Linked DNA regions of Zea mays: region 1 is linked to region 2. Evidence: chromatin contacts called from public Hi-C data. All regions are on one chromosome and are shown on one strand. Each heading gives the region's core, a stretch centred on a gene start, on an enhancer-like site or on the middle of the called end of the contact. The rest is flanking DNA. Distances are from core to core; before and after follow the strand shown. Region 1 holds the start of LOC103641528. Region 2 has its middle 17 kb from the start of LOC118473520.

The links. Hi-C and Micro-C count contacts between places; a contact is called where the count stands out from the background.
Region 1: a Hi-C map of tassel shows a contact between it and region 2, with 2.6 times the contacts expected there. The contact joins the promoter of LOC103641528 here to the enhancer-like site in region 2. A contact is called at or near these places in 2 of 25 Hi-C or Micro-C datasets (tassel and an unstated tissue).

What each region holds. Positions count from the first base shown.
Region 1 is chr10:105,077,573-105,081,492 of Zm-B73-REFERENCE-NAM-5.0, forward strand. LOC103641528 reads right to left here and starts at 2,078. Exons shown (of 1, transcript XM_008664864.4): 1 at 1-2,078. The coding sequence starts at 1,595.
Region 2 is chr10:104,927,856-104,931,423 of Zm-B73-REFERENCE-NAM-5.0, forward strand. No RefSeq gene overlaps it. Among protein-coding and RNA genes, the nearest start is that of LOC118473520, 17 kb to the right of the region's middle. Within about 2 kb of position 1,641, at least 11 of the 20 cell types and tissues checked have an H3K27ac peak or open chromatin away from gene starts, as enhancers often do.

The DNA.
Region 1 (3,920 bases), core at 828-3,327, 150 kb after region 2:
GCCTCCATCTCCTTCACCATGTCGGTGATCAGCTTCACCAGCGAGTGCGCCGCCTCCACCTCGGCCCAGAACGCCGCGCTGTGCACCATGTCTACCATCTCCCGCGCGGTAGAGTCGTCGACGCACAGCAGCTTGAACGGCTCCTCGAGCACGGAGAGCTGGAGCGGCCGCGCACAGGTCAGCACGTCATCGAGCATCGCGAATGCCGCGCTGATCTCGGTGTCGCCATTCGACAGCGGAGCCGCGACGCGCAGGAGCCCAGCGTGCCCAAGCTCCTGGACTTGGTGCCGTCGCAGCAGCGCCCCCACGGCCGGGGTGGTGTTGAAGTAGGCGGCCATCCTGGCACAGTTGGTGGCGGCGGAATGGACCACAGGGAGCTCGCGCGCCAGGTCTTTCGCCACGCGTGCCAAGCAATGGGCCTGGCACGAGAGGTTCACCATCCACGGGTGCTTGCTCTCGAGATCGCGCAGAGCCTTGGAGCCGAAGCGGTCAGCGACGACGCTGGCGCAATGGCGGAGGTCGGCGGAGGCTGCGACGGACGAGGCGGCGTCCAGCAGCACCACCTCGGCGTAGTCGGACGACGGCGGCGCCGGCATGGGCACGGCGTGGTGGAAGACGGACGTGCCGTTGGGGAGGTTGACGGCGAGCGTGACTACCCGGTCGCGCCACCCGTCCGCGGCGAGCTGGAAGAAGCGCGCGTCCCGGACGCGCGCGGCGGCGTCGGCGCGGGCCTCGGCGAAGCGCGCCTCGAGGCGTCCGCGGGTTAGGTCAGCGCGCGACAGCTCCGGGATGCCGACCTGGCGCAGGAAAGCCTTGAGCTTGGGGTGCTCCGCCGCGGCCAGGGAGACGCTCCCGGACGACTCGAGGAACCAGTCCGCGAGCAGCGCGAGCGCCGCGTCGGCCTGGTGGCGCGGCAGCATCGACCCCGGTGACCCGACGGGCGACTTGAGGCGCTTGACGCTGTCCTCGAGGCGCGCCAGCGCACCTAGGTCGCCTCGGCCGCCCGAGAGGACCTGGTGGCGCGGCGCGGGCAGCGCCGGTGGCGTGGGAGGCGTGGAGTAGATGGCCGGCTCGCCAACCACCACGTGCTGCGAGGAGGCCGCCTCCACGGCCGCGTACGCCGCTGCCAGCGCGTGGCGCTTGCGGCGGCCGCCGCCGGTGGAGTGGCGGCGCTGCGACGACGGCGGGAAGGAGGAGATGGGCACGACGGAGGACGCCGCGACGATGGAGAGCGGCGGCGGCGGCGGCGGCGGGGTGGAGACAGGCGCGGAGGCTGCCAGCGGCGACGTGAAGTTGTGGCAGGCGCCGCGCTTGAGGTGCTCGGAGGCGGTGCGCGACGGGTTGGAGGCGGAGAACGTGGCGGCGCACAGCGTGCAGCGCAGGCGCGCCATCTTGGGCGGCTGCCCGGACGCGGGCGGCGGCACGAGCACGGGCTCCAGGTGCGCCCAGTACCAGGCGCCCTTGCCCTTGATGGCCTTGGCGCGCACCTGCACCAGCGCCTCGTACCGCTTCCTGGCCGCCGCCTCCTCGGCCACCATTGCCCCCGCCTCCGCCGGCGCGGACGCTGACGCCGACGCGCCCTCCTCGGCCGACATGGCGTCACGCGGCCGTCATGTCCGCGGTTACGTCGGTTTGGTTCGTTTGCCTGCTGCTGGACCTGCCTTTGTTTCCTTTCCTCTCGCGGGGCGCGGCGGGGCGCGGCGGGGGAACTGGGAAGCCCAAAGGCCAAAGCCAACAGAAAAGAAGAAAAACAAAAACCCGAAGGGTGACACGGGAGTACGGGACGGTGCCTCGCGCACTCGCCCAGACGCCCTCGCTCGCCGCGGCACTATTTTTTGTGATTTTTCTCGGCCCCCAATTGCTACTCGCTCTTGTAGTCTTGTGCCCGCTTTGCTTGGCTTTGGTCTTTGGCGGATATAGAGAAGCAAGCCAATGTCTCCAGAACCCAGGCCTTCTGTATCTGTCTGTGGCTTCTCTCTCTACAGCACACTGTTCATCTTGGTTTCTCGAGCTCTCTATACTTGTGACTTGTGCTTGGAGCACTTTGAGACCGTCTAGCGAGAGCCGAGCAGGCAGGAACTCACGAGTCTAGAGGTCAAGCCTGGAATATAAAGGCACTCAGTCACCTCTCTCTCTATATCTCTCTCCCTCTCCCTCTCCCTCTCCTGCCTACCCGCACCACTCACAACTCAGAGGACTGTATCTCCTTTCTCGCACAGACTCTCTCTCTCTCTCTACTACTACATACATAGTCTATAAAAGTCTACCTCTACCACTACTATAATAGTAGCTGTGGTAGTATTTTTCGATATTTTCCCGGTGGGTCTTTGGTAGGACTTGACTGCCTGCTACTTCATCAGGACTGCAAAGAGGAGTGCACTGATCTAATACACCAGTGTGTTGCTTTATCACAGTACAAACGCGCACTATTATAACAGTAGTATAATAGTAGTATATGGAAAAAAAGGTTGAGAGAGAAAGAGATCAGTAGTACGAGCGAGCTGCGTTGGTGCCGCTGCGTCCGCGCCCGACAATTATTGCGGTGGAACAGTTGGCGAGAGACCACACCACAACCCTTCCCTTTTGACACCGCGACAGAGAGATAAGTCTATACTATATTTAAAGCATCAGTTTCAACGGTCGTCATGCGTTATTTTTTTTACAAATAACCCCTCACAGCTATTTCAAATTAATTCGTTGCACGACGACGCCCGACACGGGCTAGATGCACGCGGGCCACAACTATGGCACAGACACGTCATGTCGGCCAGATAACTGTGTCGGGCCAGCCCGTTAGCCCGTCGATCCATTTAATTAAATCAGCGTAACAACGCCCGACACGGGCTAGATGCACGCGGGCCACAACTATGGCACAAGCACGTCATGTCAGCCAGATAACTGTGTCGGGCCAGCCCGTTAGCCCGTCGATCCATTTAATTAAATCAGCGTAACGACGCCCGACACAGGCTAGATGCACGCGGGCCACAACTATGGCACATACACGTCATGTCGGCCTGCTGACCATTTAATTAAATCAGCGTAAAATGTTAAAAAAACGGTGTAGGAGGTGGGGTTCGAACTCATGCCCTGGAAGAAGGGCGGGAGACACTGTGTGAAACTGTCTAACCAGTAGAACATCACGCTAAGATTTTTTTAATATTGAATATAAATTGTATATATGTATATATGTTTTTGTAAAATAAAAAATAATCATGTCGCGCCGGGCCAGCACTACGGGCCGAGGCTACAGCCCAAGCACGGCACGACATTCTTGGCTCTTGCAAGCATTAGGTCGTTTCTGAGACCACATTAGCGCAATTGACTACATGATGTTTGAGGTTGCTGAATTGGATGGAGCAGCAATGATTTGTCACACTAACACCAAAATGAAAGGTTATTTGTTGTTTTTAAACGTTAGTAATTGCTACGAAGTAGCATAATTTATATGGAGCGCATTCAGTTTTTATTGATGTCTGACTTTAGCAATCACTCCATATTTTGATCTATCTTTTTTATAAGTTTGACTTCATGGGACTTGTTTTAGAAACTTGATCTCACAAACTTTGGTATGATGGAATTATGTCATTTTATAATCTATGTTCATTCAGTCAATCGTTGTGAACTCTCTTCTAATCGCTCACTTCATTGGCCGTGTTGAAATTTTTTTGATGGATAGTTTACGTGGATATTGTTGTAAGCCGTCGCAACGCACGGGCAATCGACTAGTTTATTGTAATTGTAACACGGGGTGGGAGAGAAGCAAACGTACCAAAATAATTAACCTTATGGGCCGTATCTATTTATTTTGTTGGAATTAAAATTTACTTAATAAACTAATTTATTTGATTTAAAATTTGACATTACACAACTTTTCAAATCTCATATATAAGTTTATCTCGGATTCATGAGGTGAAGTGTGT
Region 2 (3,568 bases), core at 391-2,890:
TACTCCGAAGGAGTATCAACAGCAGGACGAAGGTTTTCATAACACTTCGACTAGATTTCTGGTACCTTCAGAGGATTAAAATCACGCATATGACTGCTTCACCTTTTATTGCATGTTTAAACCTTTGTCCTCGGATGATTACACCGTAGGTCTATTATCTTGGGGGCGAAGGTTCTCGTTTCTCAATTTTGTGTTGCCTTGTTTTCGATACCGTACAACAATTGAAAACAAGTGATCAACATTGACGCTCACCTCCAGTGATCCTACGACCATGACGAGCTTCATCACGACGAAGAGTATGGCAAGCCATCAAGCTTCGTCAGCTTCCACGGAGAAGCTTATTTGATCTCCCCATCACCAGGGGCTCAAGTTTTGAACCCGGCAATAAAAAGCAGAAAAAAGAGGCCCAGAGAAGGGTGCAGCATGTAGGTATCCAAGGACCGTACATCAGGACCAAATGGTCTCATATTCCTATTACCTTCTCTCGGGATGATCTTCGTCTCGAAAGGCACACTTGTTCCTTTGCTTCCAAATAGACCAAGCATCTAAGATCACCAACGAATTGAAGCTCTTTTCAAATGATTAGCCACCTTGGTAGAGCAGCGTCGGACACAATTACCTTGTTTTGAATATTGCCTCCAACACTACATTCTATAAGGTAGTTAGCAATAATTTGCAACCTATTTATCACCTCTGTTCGAAGCTAGAGATTTAGGGTGTGTTTGGCATGGCTCTGCTCCACCCCAGAGCAGCTCTACTCTAAAACTCTGGGTGGAGCAGCTCTGCTCCAGAGTTTAGATTGTTTCTCATAACCAGTGGCAATGGCGGGTAAATAACTCAAAACTCCATGACTAGGTTGCTTTTTTGGAGTTTTCAGAGCAGCAAAAGAGGTACTCCAAAAAATTGTACTGTAGCTCCAAAAACTCCATAGAGTTTACAACTCTGGAGTTAGGGTGTTTGGCATGCTCTGGCCAGCTCCTCCTTGGAGTTTTGCTCTGGAGCCATGCCAAACAGGCCCTTAATTTACCCGGTTTCGAGAGGCTACAAGCTTCAAACTTCGTATTATCAGGTCGGATATGTGTAAAACGGCATCTTTATTAGAAAAAATGCTGCATGCAGTCAAAACAAAATATCGTATTTAATTTGTGAAAAGCTAGGAATTGAAGAAAAGCAAAAACAGATCTGGTTCATATGTACGGTTGAAGGTGACATTTTCCATTTGGCCACCACCACTCATGCATGACCAATCATGTATATATTGACAAAATGGAAATTTTCTGGACCAAACAGATCCTTGTCAGATCTAGCAATTAGTGTTTCTTCATTTTATACATCCACTGGCACCACTGTTCAGTGAAATTATAATAGATTATTGCAATATATATATGATATAAAGCGATGATGGATCCATGAAAACAAGATCGGTATGATTTCATCTGTTTTATTTGGGATTTGTTTAATTTAGGAGTGCATTATCAACTCATCAGCTACATTATTATAACGAATTATATTTGAATTGGATAGTAGTAGAGCTTGAACCGATGTATACATAAACTGATTATCTAATAAGCTCACATCCCCATGCATGCAGTATTATGAACCCCACCAATTCCTCTTTCGGGATAGGGACAGCAGTAGCATTCCTTTTGATGAAGACGACGGTATGTATTACGTATGTGTGTAGGTCCCCCATGCATCACATGGTACCACTGCACGCACCCAAGCTTTTGATGCTGCTGATCCATCAGACGTATATATATGTTCACATGCATGGCCTCTAATAGCAACTTGTTATAATACGTCGACGATGTGACTCGTTAATTGTTTGTTAACCATCCGACTTTCTGCTGCCTGAACCTGACACATCCACAGTGATATATTAATCCATGTCGCTTATCATACTGGAAAAGGAGATGCTGCTACTGTTCATCTAGATGCTACTGGCTACTACACCTCAATTTTAGTGCCGACGGCTAATTATCTGTAGCAGTAGTAGTATCTTAAAGAGTGGTCCATTAGAAAGTAGTATCATACTGTGTAGAAAGGAACTTTAGGGGCCGGAGCACTGATCAATGTTTTGCTTACCTACTAGGGGTTCTAATTTTATAATCTTATAGAAACTATTTGCAGCCAGTTCGCCTATAGCTAGCTTAATTAGCTAGGTATAACTGTGTACTGGCTACGAACGCATATTATTATTGGCCGAATCACTACTGACTACCATGCATGCTTGCCCACTACAAAACCGAAATTTTCCAAAAGCGACCCAACCACTTACCAACTTTTGCTCCGCAAGTACTATTTGGAGAGGGATATTTAGGACGTCAAGAACTGAATTTAGGCCCCGTTTGGTTAGGGGTAACTAAAGTTTAGTGACTAAATTTTAGTCACTTTTAGTCCCTAAAGAAGCAAACATGGTGACTAAAATGGGATGACTAAACTTTAGTTCTTTAGTCACCAAGGGGTGACTAAAAGGGACTAAAGTAGTATTTTTACCTTATTTGCCCTCTCAACTTTCTTCTTATAGTAAACATCTATTAATTAATAGGGGTAAAACAGTCATTATTCACAGCAATTAATGCTCTTTAGTTCGGTTTAGTCACTGGAATCAAACAGGATACTTTAGCAACTAAACTTTAGTCACTAAAATTTAGTCGAGTGACTAAAGAAACCAAACAGGGCCTTAGTTAAAGAGGATCACTGCTGGGACATGCATGCATGATTGCTATGAGAGAGAAAGAACGCATATTATTCCATCGTCCGTCTGTAATGTAACATAGTGTATTAGAAAATTTTAAGACAAGGAAATCATCAAAGAATAGTGTAAAACAGTATAGTGTACAGCCATTTGTAAGGTAACCCTAGAGAGTATATATAGCCAGCAGTGATCGTGGTGGATATGTCCCGTCAGAACTGAAATAGTATTGCAAGTCGAGATCTCATTATGATCGATGCGCGCAAATCTTCTTTCTTTCTTTTTTTTTGGTGCACACTGGGGTTCGGACTGACGCAGACAAAAGCAAGCCGACTAATCATATCGACTCGTATCGATCCGATCATTTAATTAATTAATTAGCTCGCGGCGCACTGTCATATAGGAGTAACACGCATATCCATCTTCGTCTTGTTTTTAATCAATGACACCAAAGAATGTAATGCGTATTTTATTTTATTTTATTTATTTATTCATTCATTCACTGTTGCTATGGCAGCTAGTAGCTAGGTTCTTTGAGCGCGGCTTGGATGGACCACAGACAGCCACAGGGAGGGAGATGGATAGAAACCCCAGTTCCAGTAGTTGACCGGCCGCCGGTCACGAGAGCTCTGATCGAGAAGCTGCTAGCTTTTAGCATATCGATCGTCGTCGCTGGCCTGAGCCTGACGCCGCTGTTTTGCGCGCGTGGGCGCCTGCAGGCTCTTGTTTGTTCGCTTCTTTTTGACACTGGCGGGGCTCTAGCTGCCCGGCCGGCGTCTGCGTTCTGTGTGGCTCCTGTCCTGCTAGCTGCTGCATCGCATCATCAATGGCACCGCGCGCACCGCAACAAAGGGACGGGGACGGACGGCCGTG